2 separate regions of the Sus scrofa genome follow, and region 2 is linked to region 1. The links are chromatin contacts, called in public HiChIP or PLAC-seq maps. All regions are on one chromosome and are shown on one strand. The core of a region is the stretch at or near the end of the contact, and the rest is flanking DNA. Distances in the headings are between cores, read along the strand shown. Region 1 has its middle 53 kb from the start of PIM1. Region 2 holds the start of PIM1 (serine/threonine-protein kinase pim-1).

Region 1 (4,266 bases), core at 564-3,063:
TAGTGAAACCTGGATCTCCAAACATCTCCTGTGTTGCTCTAACGGCCAGGTACCTCCCCGGCCCTCTTCTCTAGGATGCCTTCTTCCTCAGTTTCTCTTGTCCAAATCAAAGTCTCAGGTTGTTGCATCTGATTGGTGGAACATAGGTCACATGCCTATATCTTAGCTGCAAGGGAGTCTAAGAAAGCACCTTTCTGGCCTTTACTTTGAGAAGTGGGATTTTTTTTTTTTTTTTTTTTTTTTTGTCTTTTTAGGGCCACACCCTCAGCATATGGAGGTTCCCAGACTAGAGGTCAAATCGGAGCTGTAGCAGCTGGTCTACACCACAACCACAGCAATGCAAGATCTGAGCCACATCTGCGACCTACGTATACCACAGCTCACGGCAATACCAGATCCTTAACCCACTGAGCAAGGCCAGGGATCGAACCTGCATCCTCGTGGATCCTGGTCAGGTTCATTAACTGCTGAGCCATGATGGGAACTCCTGAAGATTTGATTCTTGAGTCCATAAGGCCTCTTGTGGATTTTGAAGGGAGAAGACTCCCTTGCCCAGAAGAGAGACACAGAACTGTCCTCCCATCTCCACAGAGACATGTGCTCACACAGCACCTCTGATCATGGCTTACAGCGTCTGGACCGTGTGGAAGGCTGTGTCCTAAGGAGTCACCACTTTACAGCCCACCTCTTGGCTCACTGTCACTGGATCGCCTCCCCTCTGTAATCCCAGAGTTTTGTGAGGTGTTAGTATTCTCTAAAGGCAATCTTAAATGGTTACTGCAAAGGCAACCTTAGAGGCCTCCCAGGATGATAAAGCTCGCTGGCACTTAAATTCAAAGGGATCTGTTAAAATATGTCTTGTTCTGCATGGTCAAGGTGTGGCATCACAGAATTACATGGGTTCTGCATCTTAGAAGCTTATTCTGTAGTTTAATTGATAAGAGGCAAGAAGCAGACTTAAATGACAAGGAGCTCTCTTGGTGCCAAATGGAAAGGAAATGGCAGGAAGAAGTCACTGCTCCCAGGGTTCAGGACAGCCAGGTCAGCATAGGCTGGGCCAGATGAGGGAAGGCTGCTGAGAAGGGGCACATTGAGGAACAAAGTCGCTAAGGTACAGGCTTGGGAGCAGCAATAAACCTGCATTCTCCCAGACCCGTCCAAAGCAGGTCAGATCCCAAATGTTGAATTCCAATTGCATCGTGTACCCCTCCTTATCATGGCTGGATTTCTTGTCTTGTCTTTTTTTGCCGACTCCCCAGCATGCAGAAGTTCCCAGGCCAGGGATCAAACCCACGCCAAAGCCACGTCCCAGTCGCTGCAGTGATCATGCCAGGTCCTTAACCTCTGCTCCACACAGAAACTCCTATCACGGCTGGATTTCATTTTGGCCATTATTTGATGGATGTCTAACCCTCCACGCCACGAAGAGCTTGCTATTGTGTCCTAGGGTGGGCAGAGGCTGGTGAGGACCAGGTCAGGGCGTGGCGGCCGGGAGGGTGAGGCTGAGAGCCGACATCACAAAGACTGTCTGCAGCCTCCCCCCAACCCCCACTCCTTTCCCCCAGGGAGAAGCAGCTGATGTGTTTCTGCAGTGTTCCAATCCAATTAGTGCCCTCCCCTGCTCCAAGGAGAGGCCCAAGGCACCACTCCCTTCCCTGAGGTAGAGACTCAGCGGAGAGGGGATGCTGAGGAGGTCTGAACACCCTGACCCAGCTCCTCCTGGCAGCGCCGCTGGCTCGCCGCTAGAGAGGCTGCTATGACAGCGCCCGTTTCTAGGCGACTGTTCTGGGGAATGGTCTGTTTTGGCAACCCGAGGGCCCCTGGGTAAGGGGGCGGGGCGCACGCCGCAGCCTCATTTGCATAGCACCCTCCTCCCCTCCCCGAAATGCGCGTCTCTGCGGCAGCCGGGCCGCCTGGCGGCTAAGGCTCCGGCTCTGGCCCCAACGCCAGCCCCAGGCCCGGCTGTGCTGCCACAGCCTTTTTGCCCCAGTTCTACCTCCCTGGGATGTGGAGGCTGCCCGCTGGGCTCGGGCATTTCCGGAAAGGCGGGTGCCCTAGGGAAGTGGGGAAAAGGATGCTTACGGACAAAACACAGGAATGGGGGAGGGGGAATGAAATATAATCTTTTTCAAAGGAGTCAAAGTCACATGGCTTGGTAGCACCAAAATGTATTCTGGATAACAGGGTTGGCTTGCAAAATGTTTATTTAGGTGAACTCTCAGCTAAACCCTGGGAGGTTACTCAGAAAATGTCTTTGGGGCCATGAAATTGCAAGTGTATGTGTGAATTTGGAAATGGGTAGGTCTGGAAAAAATATTTCTTACCTGGAAAAATCAGGCAGTGATATTCTTAGGAGACATTTTCAAATAGTAGCAGGAGGGACTGGGTGACATAGTATTACCATATGAATTTGTTGGAAGAAACCGAAAGAGGAAACAAATCGGTAGATAACTCTAGGAGGTTCCCTCTGCCCTGCACACACCCACCCCACCCGCAAAACACCCGCCAGCTTCAGTCCACGATGCCAGCTGAGATGCCAGGCTCTGAACGCTCAGACCGCAGACCGACATTAACTGCCCAAGGACACATGCCCTGGGCTGGAACCCGAGAAGGGGGTTGGGTAGGGGCAGGTCACCCCAGCTGAGCGATCACATTCCCTGGCAGCTGTCCAAGGGGCAGCTCCAGCTGCACCTGTTTTGTGGGGCGATTTGCTTTTATCAGTATTGACACAGCAGCAGGGCCAGGGAATAGCATAGTAATAAATAAATGAGAGCAAGGGGGGGGAAAAGGGCCGGAGCCACTGAGGCGAGGCAAAAATGCTGAGCTCTTTTTTTTGCTTGTTGTATGTCAGCACGTTCAATCCAGCTTCCCCACCCCTGAAATCTCTGAGGATCATGGTGTAGGCTTGGCATGGGAGTTCTGGGTCTTAAAGAGATAGAATTGCAGAGTTGGAAGCATCTTAAGATCCTTTTGTGCCAGGCATCCCTAACCAACTGATCTCAGGGTTACTTGGTATCTTCACCTGCCACTTATGGTTTGTCAGGAATCTCACAGGAAGGGAGTTCCTTCCTCCCTCTGCCAAGTTTCAGCATCAGGGAGACAGAATGATTAAAGTGTAGGTTTTGGAGTTAGTCAAACCTAGGATCAAATCCTGGCTCTTTCTTGCTGTGTGATTTTGGATATATTAACTAACCACTCTGAGCCGCCCCAGAAATAGAAACAAAACAAAACAATTGTTGCGAGGATGCAAAAGATGGTATAAGCAAAAGCCCAGAATAATTGCTCTGTATATGTTCGCTTGGTTGCTACCTGTCAGCATCACCTCAGGTTTCTTTTAAGGATATGGAGGAAATGCTCCCGCCACTAAAAAACAACACTGAGGGGACTGATCTGTTCCAGACATGGGGGAGCAGAGGCAAGCAAAAGCCTGACATGCTCTTTGTTCCACAACCAGGGCCAACGTGGCCTCTTGGTTTCTCAAGCTTATTTCCAGACCTTGGGGGCTGCAAGCTGACTCATCCCCAAAATAGTACATTAACAAGAAGTGGGATTCAAAGAAACCTGGTATCAGAAGCCACCTGACTGAGCCCAGAAATAAACTGCATTTGCAGAAATTACTAGCAATGAGTAACTACCATGTTGCAGACAGGGCGGTAAGTTCTCCAAGGGGCAGACGTAGCGCAGCCACGAAGAGGGTGAGTTCAAGCGTCAGACCGCTGGACTCTAACCCCAGTGTGACATCTGCTAGTCATGTACCCAAGACAGGCGATTTAACCTCCATAAGCCTCGCTTTCCTTATCTGTAAAATGAGCATAATAACACCCCACAACCTTGTTGTGAGGAAATGTATGAAAACCACGTGGTGAGTGCCTGACGTGGAGAAAGTGCTTAATCATGGTAGCACTGGTGGTCTTATCGCTGTTATATGAAAGAGGCCAGGGACTGTGTCGTATTCGGCCCTGGACCCCCAGATGCTCAAGCAAAGCTTGGCATTTGGTAGGGTATAGTAATGTTTGACAAATGAATGACTAACGAGACCCTTGCCCTCAAGATGTTATATCTTCCCAGGAAATAGAAGACACAAACTGCCTGTGCCACTCACAGTAGGAGACAGCAGAGGGTTAAAAGCCATTCTGCCAGTCCCCAGGCCCCAGAGGCAGACAGTCCCTTTGATCCCTCAGTTTCATCTATCCAGGATGCTTTCAAGAGAGGAAAACAGGAAGTATCTCTGATAGCCCAGCTTACTCTGGGATTTTTGTTTTGTTT
Region 2 (4,694 bases), core at 420-2,919, 53 kb after region 1:
CTTGTTCCCTTGGGTTTTCTCATAGTCATCAAAAATGAATGAGTTAGGCCACAGTACACAACAAAAGGGAAATATGTAATATCTTATAAGATAAATTCATAAAAGTTGTGAAACAACTGGGTGTCTTTATAAAACAAGCACTGTAGGAAACTTTTAATGAAACATTTAAACTCATTAATGCCAGCAGATACACAGATCCACGGACTTCCTCATTTTTCCTTTAAGTGGCAGGAACTTGAAAACAATTAAAATAGGATGTAGTTAGCTTTCAATTATTTAGGCTCTGACATTTCAATTTATGGATTACATAGAATTCTAATTTACTCATTTCACACGTCGTTATCAACTCTACATGAAGTTTAAAAGGACAAAGGATGAAAGTCAAATTGGTCAGTTTTCCGTGTTATTTCCAAGGGGGGGCAGGGAAAGGAGGGGCATTTCCTTTGAGTCAAGAATCGGGGGCTGCTAATAATTGCTAGTATTGCCTGACTGGTAATAACAGGCTGATGAAAAGGTGAATACAACGCGAAAGCTGATTAAATCAAGCGCGCCCTCCCACCCCGCTTTAGATGAGGAATTCATCTCTCGCTCCCGCCCTCACAGAAGGGCTGAGACAGCATCTGGCATCACAATACTAACATTTGTTTCGTGATTTCCTCTTTACCGGGCACTCTGACACACATCACTGCTTAGGAATCAGGATTCACTGGAACCTTTCTGCATTTTAAAAATAAAATCTGCTAGGGGATTGGGGGCTGGGGAGCTGATCTTTTCACGGGCTGTGACAACCGCGATCGGGACGCCTCCCCCGAGTGAGCGGAGCTCTCCTCATTTTATTCCGGGCCTGTGACACCTCCACTCCCTGCGTGAAGCCGCTGTGACTCACATCTTGCAGATCCTTCGCCCCCCACGCGCCCCCAACACACAAACCCCGGAGGACCCAACTCGAGCCCACAGAGCGTGATCAACCAGCCCAAGCCGACTTGGAGGTCTCACGTCTGAGTCACACAGAAAGACCACCCTCGTCGGCATCCCCCCCGCCACACACACACCACACACACACACACACACACGGTCCCTCACACCCCGGCGCGCCGGCCGCCTGGCCTCCCCGCCTGTCACACCAACGCCCGTCGTCTCTGCGCAACTTGTTATGCTCCAGCTCAAGCCCTTGACCCAAAAACCCCGAGAAACGGAGAGCCGCAGAGCCGGCCTCGGGCGGCCTTTGATGGCTTTGTTATTGTTTGGGTTTGAATCGATACGCCCCTCCCCATCCTTCCTCCGTGGCTGCTAGACACCCAGCTCCCGCCTCCCATCACGCCCCGCGCCCCTCCCCCTCCATTTTGGCGCCTTTTCCTTCCCGCCACGTCGTGGCGGCGTAGAGACCATTCTGACCGCGAGAGCGGGGCGGGGCGGGAGCGGGGCGCGCCGTGTTATGCAGATAGGTCGGCTTCTGGTTGGCTGGAGATGCGCCGGCGGGGGCGGGGCCGGGGTGCGGCGCCGGAGCGCGCGGGGCGGGGGGGAGGGGAGTCGCCCTGTCCCGCCGCTTCCCCACCCCCTCTCCTCCCTCCGCTGGCCTGGCAGCCCGGCTCCCCGCCTAGGCCTCCTGGAGAGGCCCCGCCCCATCCCCGCCCGCCCGCGCGCCCCCCGCCGGCGCGCTCCGCCCCTTTACTCCTGGCGGCTGGGCGAGCCGGGCGTCTGCTGCAGCGGCCGCGGTGGCGGAGGAGGCCCGAGAGGACTTGGCGGCAGCAGCGGCAGCGGCGGTGGCGGGACCGGCAGCAGCAGCAGCTACAAGCTCCCTGTGCCGCGGCGCTGCCGCAAGAGTCCCACGAGCCGCCCACCCCGCCGCCCTCGGCGTTGCCTGACCCCGCCGGCGTGTCCGCCAGTCTCCAGCCCCGGCGGCGCCCCCAGTCGTCCTCCGACTCGCCCTCGGCCTTCCGCGCCAGCCGCTGCCGCAGCCGCAACGCCACCCGCAGCCTCACCCCCAGCCGTAGGCACAGCCACCGGCACAACCCCAGCCCCAGCTCCTGCTGCTGCAGCTCTTCCAGACGCAGTCCCTACGCCGACACCCTGGAGGTTGGGATGCTCTTGTCCAAAATCAACTCGCTTGCCCACCTGCGCGCCGCGCCCTGCAACGACCTGCACGCCACCAAGCTGGCGCCCGGTGAGTGCCCCCCCCCAAATCGTGGATGGAGGGGCGACTGGACTTCCCAGGGTGGGAGCTGGGGGCACCCGGGCCGGCACTGAGTCCTCTGTGACTCCCCCTTTCCTAGGCAAGGATAAGGAGCCCCTGGAGTCGCAGTACCAGGTGGGCCCGCTACTGGGCAGCGGCGGCTTCGGTTCGGTCTACTCAGGCATCCGTGTCGCCGACAACTTGCCGGTGAGTGGGCGCCCCACCACGGGGAGGGCGCTCCGGGCAGGGGGGCGGCAGGGTGTGTTTGGCTCTGGCGAGGGGACCTAACAGACTCTCTGGGGGGCTTTCCAGGTGGCCATCAAGCACGTGGAGAAGGACCGGATTTCCGACTGGGGAGAACTGGTGAGGGAGCGACCCCAAGGATGGGTGGGGTGAGGGGCACCCTCCGACTCCCGCCCTAACGCAGCCCCCTTGCCCCCTCTGCAGCCTAATGGCACCCGAGTGCCCATGGAAGTGGTTCTTCTGAAGAAGGTGAGCTCGGGCTTTTCCGGCGTCATTAGGCTCCTGGACTGGTTCGAGAGGCCCGACAGTTTCGTCCTGATCCTGGAGAGGCCCGAGCCGGTGCAAGACCTCTTCGACTTTATCACGGAAAGGGGGGCCCTGCAGGAGGAGCTGGCCCGCAGCTTCTTCTGGCAGGTGCTGGAGGCCGTTCGCCACTGCCACAACTGCGGGGTGCTCCACCGCGACATCAAGGACGAGAACATCCTCATCGACCTCAACCGCGGCGAGCTCAAGCTCATCGACTTCGGGTCGGGGGCGCTTCTCAAGGACACCGTCTACACGGACTTCGATGGTGAGCCAGGCCTTGGGGGAGCTGCGCGGGAGGGAGCTGCCCAGGTGACTCGGCCTGGCCTGGAGGCCTCCACAGGCTCCCCTCTCCGGCCCTTTGTAAAGGTCATCGGGCCGCCTGGCTCGATGCTAGCAGGGGTGGGGCGAAAGAGAGCTTCCCAGCCTAGGAAAGCCGGCGATTTCAAGCCAGCAGAACCTGTAATGTTTCTGGCATGATTTTATTTTTTGAGTGGAATTCAGTGGGTTCCAACCTTTCCCGATGAATAAGAGGTTGTGGGCAACCGGCCGTAGCCCAGATTTCTGAAGTCTGACCCAGTTTCCTCCCCAGTAAAAGGATAGGAGGGGGAAGGAGGAGGAGAGAGCGGGAGAGATGAAAATTGATGCCGGTTTTGTAATTTTTGTTTTGTCTTACAAGGGACTTAGTTTTCGGTAAGGTAGTTTTAGAGCTGCAGTTTCTCTCCTTTGATCTAGGGAAGGATAAGGAATAGAAACAGTAGTTGTGCTGAATAATTCGTTTTGTTGATTATTTAATTTTGGGGGGTGTTGTAGGGTGAGGGAATTAAGAATGAATGTTGTGAAATAAGATCTCTTGCTGGTTAGAGAATTAGTTGGGTGTCTCCGCAGAGAGGATGAAAACCTATCCTAGGGAGGGGCTTGGAGCGGGTCCTTTCAGAGAAGATGGAATGGAGAGCTCGGAGATCAAAGCACAGGAGGGTGGGTCATCATCTGAGCGGCTTAACCTCACCAACGACAACCTTTCAAAACTTGTGACTGGGGCTTGTGGTTTGTGTTTATTTGCCCTTGGAGGACGCTGGGTTGGGCTGTATTTTTTTGTATTTAACAGTTAATGGCTGGTCCTCCCCGGGTTTTTTTTTTTTTTTTTTTTCTTTGAGTCTTTGCTGCCCCCTGGTGAGCACCAGCGGGATGGCCCCCACCTTTTTTTTTTTTTTTTTTACAACTCAAAGTTTGTAAACAGGAATCACGTGGTCTGAAGCCAGCCCTGCAGCTCTGTCTACCTTTCCCTTGTGGGGAGGAAGGGGTGTGGGTGTCTGCCTCTGTGTTCAGAGGGTGGGGAGGACAGCCTCTCAAAGGGCACCCTGACTTAGGATATTGTGCAAGTGTCCTTGCCTGCATCACATCAGAAGTGAGACTCACCCTCACCCGGCTCCTGGGCAAGGATGTTTAATGCAGTTTGAGGCTGGTCTGTGGAATAACTCCCTTGATTGTGCAAACCTTCATCCCCTCTTTCTGTGGCGGGTGGTCCTGCCACACACAAGCCTCAGGGTCTGTGGCCGGCCCTGTTTGTTTCTTGGAGCTGTTTGTAAAGAATTTCAGCTAATGGTCTGGACGGTGAGGGTAGGTGGAAATGCTTTGGGTTGGAGAGTTGCCATAAGTTGCTCATCCACTCCCTTTAGCCCCAAGGCCAAAACAGGAGTTCACCCAGCTGCTGGGGGAGGAAGTAGCGTAGTGGTTGTTTTGTTTTGTTTTTTTAAGAGTTACTCAGCAGACCTCAGCTGCTTTGTGTTTTATTTTTTGCTAAAAGCGTGTTTTCCTTCCTATTCCCCCGGCTCTCAGGAACCCGAGTGTATAGTCCTCCAGAGTGGATCCGCTATCATCGCTACCATGGCAGGTCAGCGGCGGTCTGGTCTCTGGGGATCCTGCTGTACGACATGGTCTGCGGAGATATTCCCTTTGAACATGATGAGGAGAT

What was found. HiChIP or PLAC-seq counts read pairs in DNA pulled down with a chosen protein or histone mark.
Region 2: a contact with region 1 is called in an H3K27ac HiChIP or PLAC-seq map of skeletal muscle. The contact joins the promoter of PIM1 here to the enhancer-like site in region 1. A contact is called at or near these places in 2 of 5 promoter capture datasets (fetal liver and liver), 17 of 47 Hi-C or Micro-C datasets (alveolar macrophages, blood, embryonic fibroblasts and 4 more) and 2 of 2 datasets of contacts at active chromatin or transcription factors (alveolar macrophages and skeletal muscle).

What each region holds. Positions count from the first base shown.
Region 1 is chr7:32,733,343-32,737,608 of Sscrofa11.1, forward strand. No RefSeq gene overlaps it. Among named protein-coding and RNA genes, the nearest start is that of PIM1, 53 kb to the right of the region's middle. Within about 2 kb of position 1,814, at least 64 of the 83 cell types and tissues checked have an H3K27ac peak or open chromatin away from gene starts, as enhancers often do. A contact at or near this core is called in alveolar macrophages, embryonic fibroblasts, fetal liver and 2 more, where this site is marked.
Region 2 is chr7:32,786,577-32,791,270 of Sscrofa11.1, forward strand. It overlaps PIM1 (serine/threonine-protein kinase pim-1), which reads left to right and starts at 1,670. Exons shown (of 6, transcript XM_005665927.2): 1 at 1,670-2,164; 2 at 2,274-2,380; 3 at 2,486-2,536; 4 at 2,621-2,987; 5 at 4,559-4,694. The coding sequence starts at 2,083.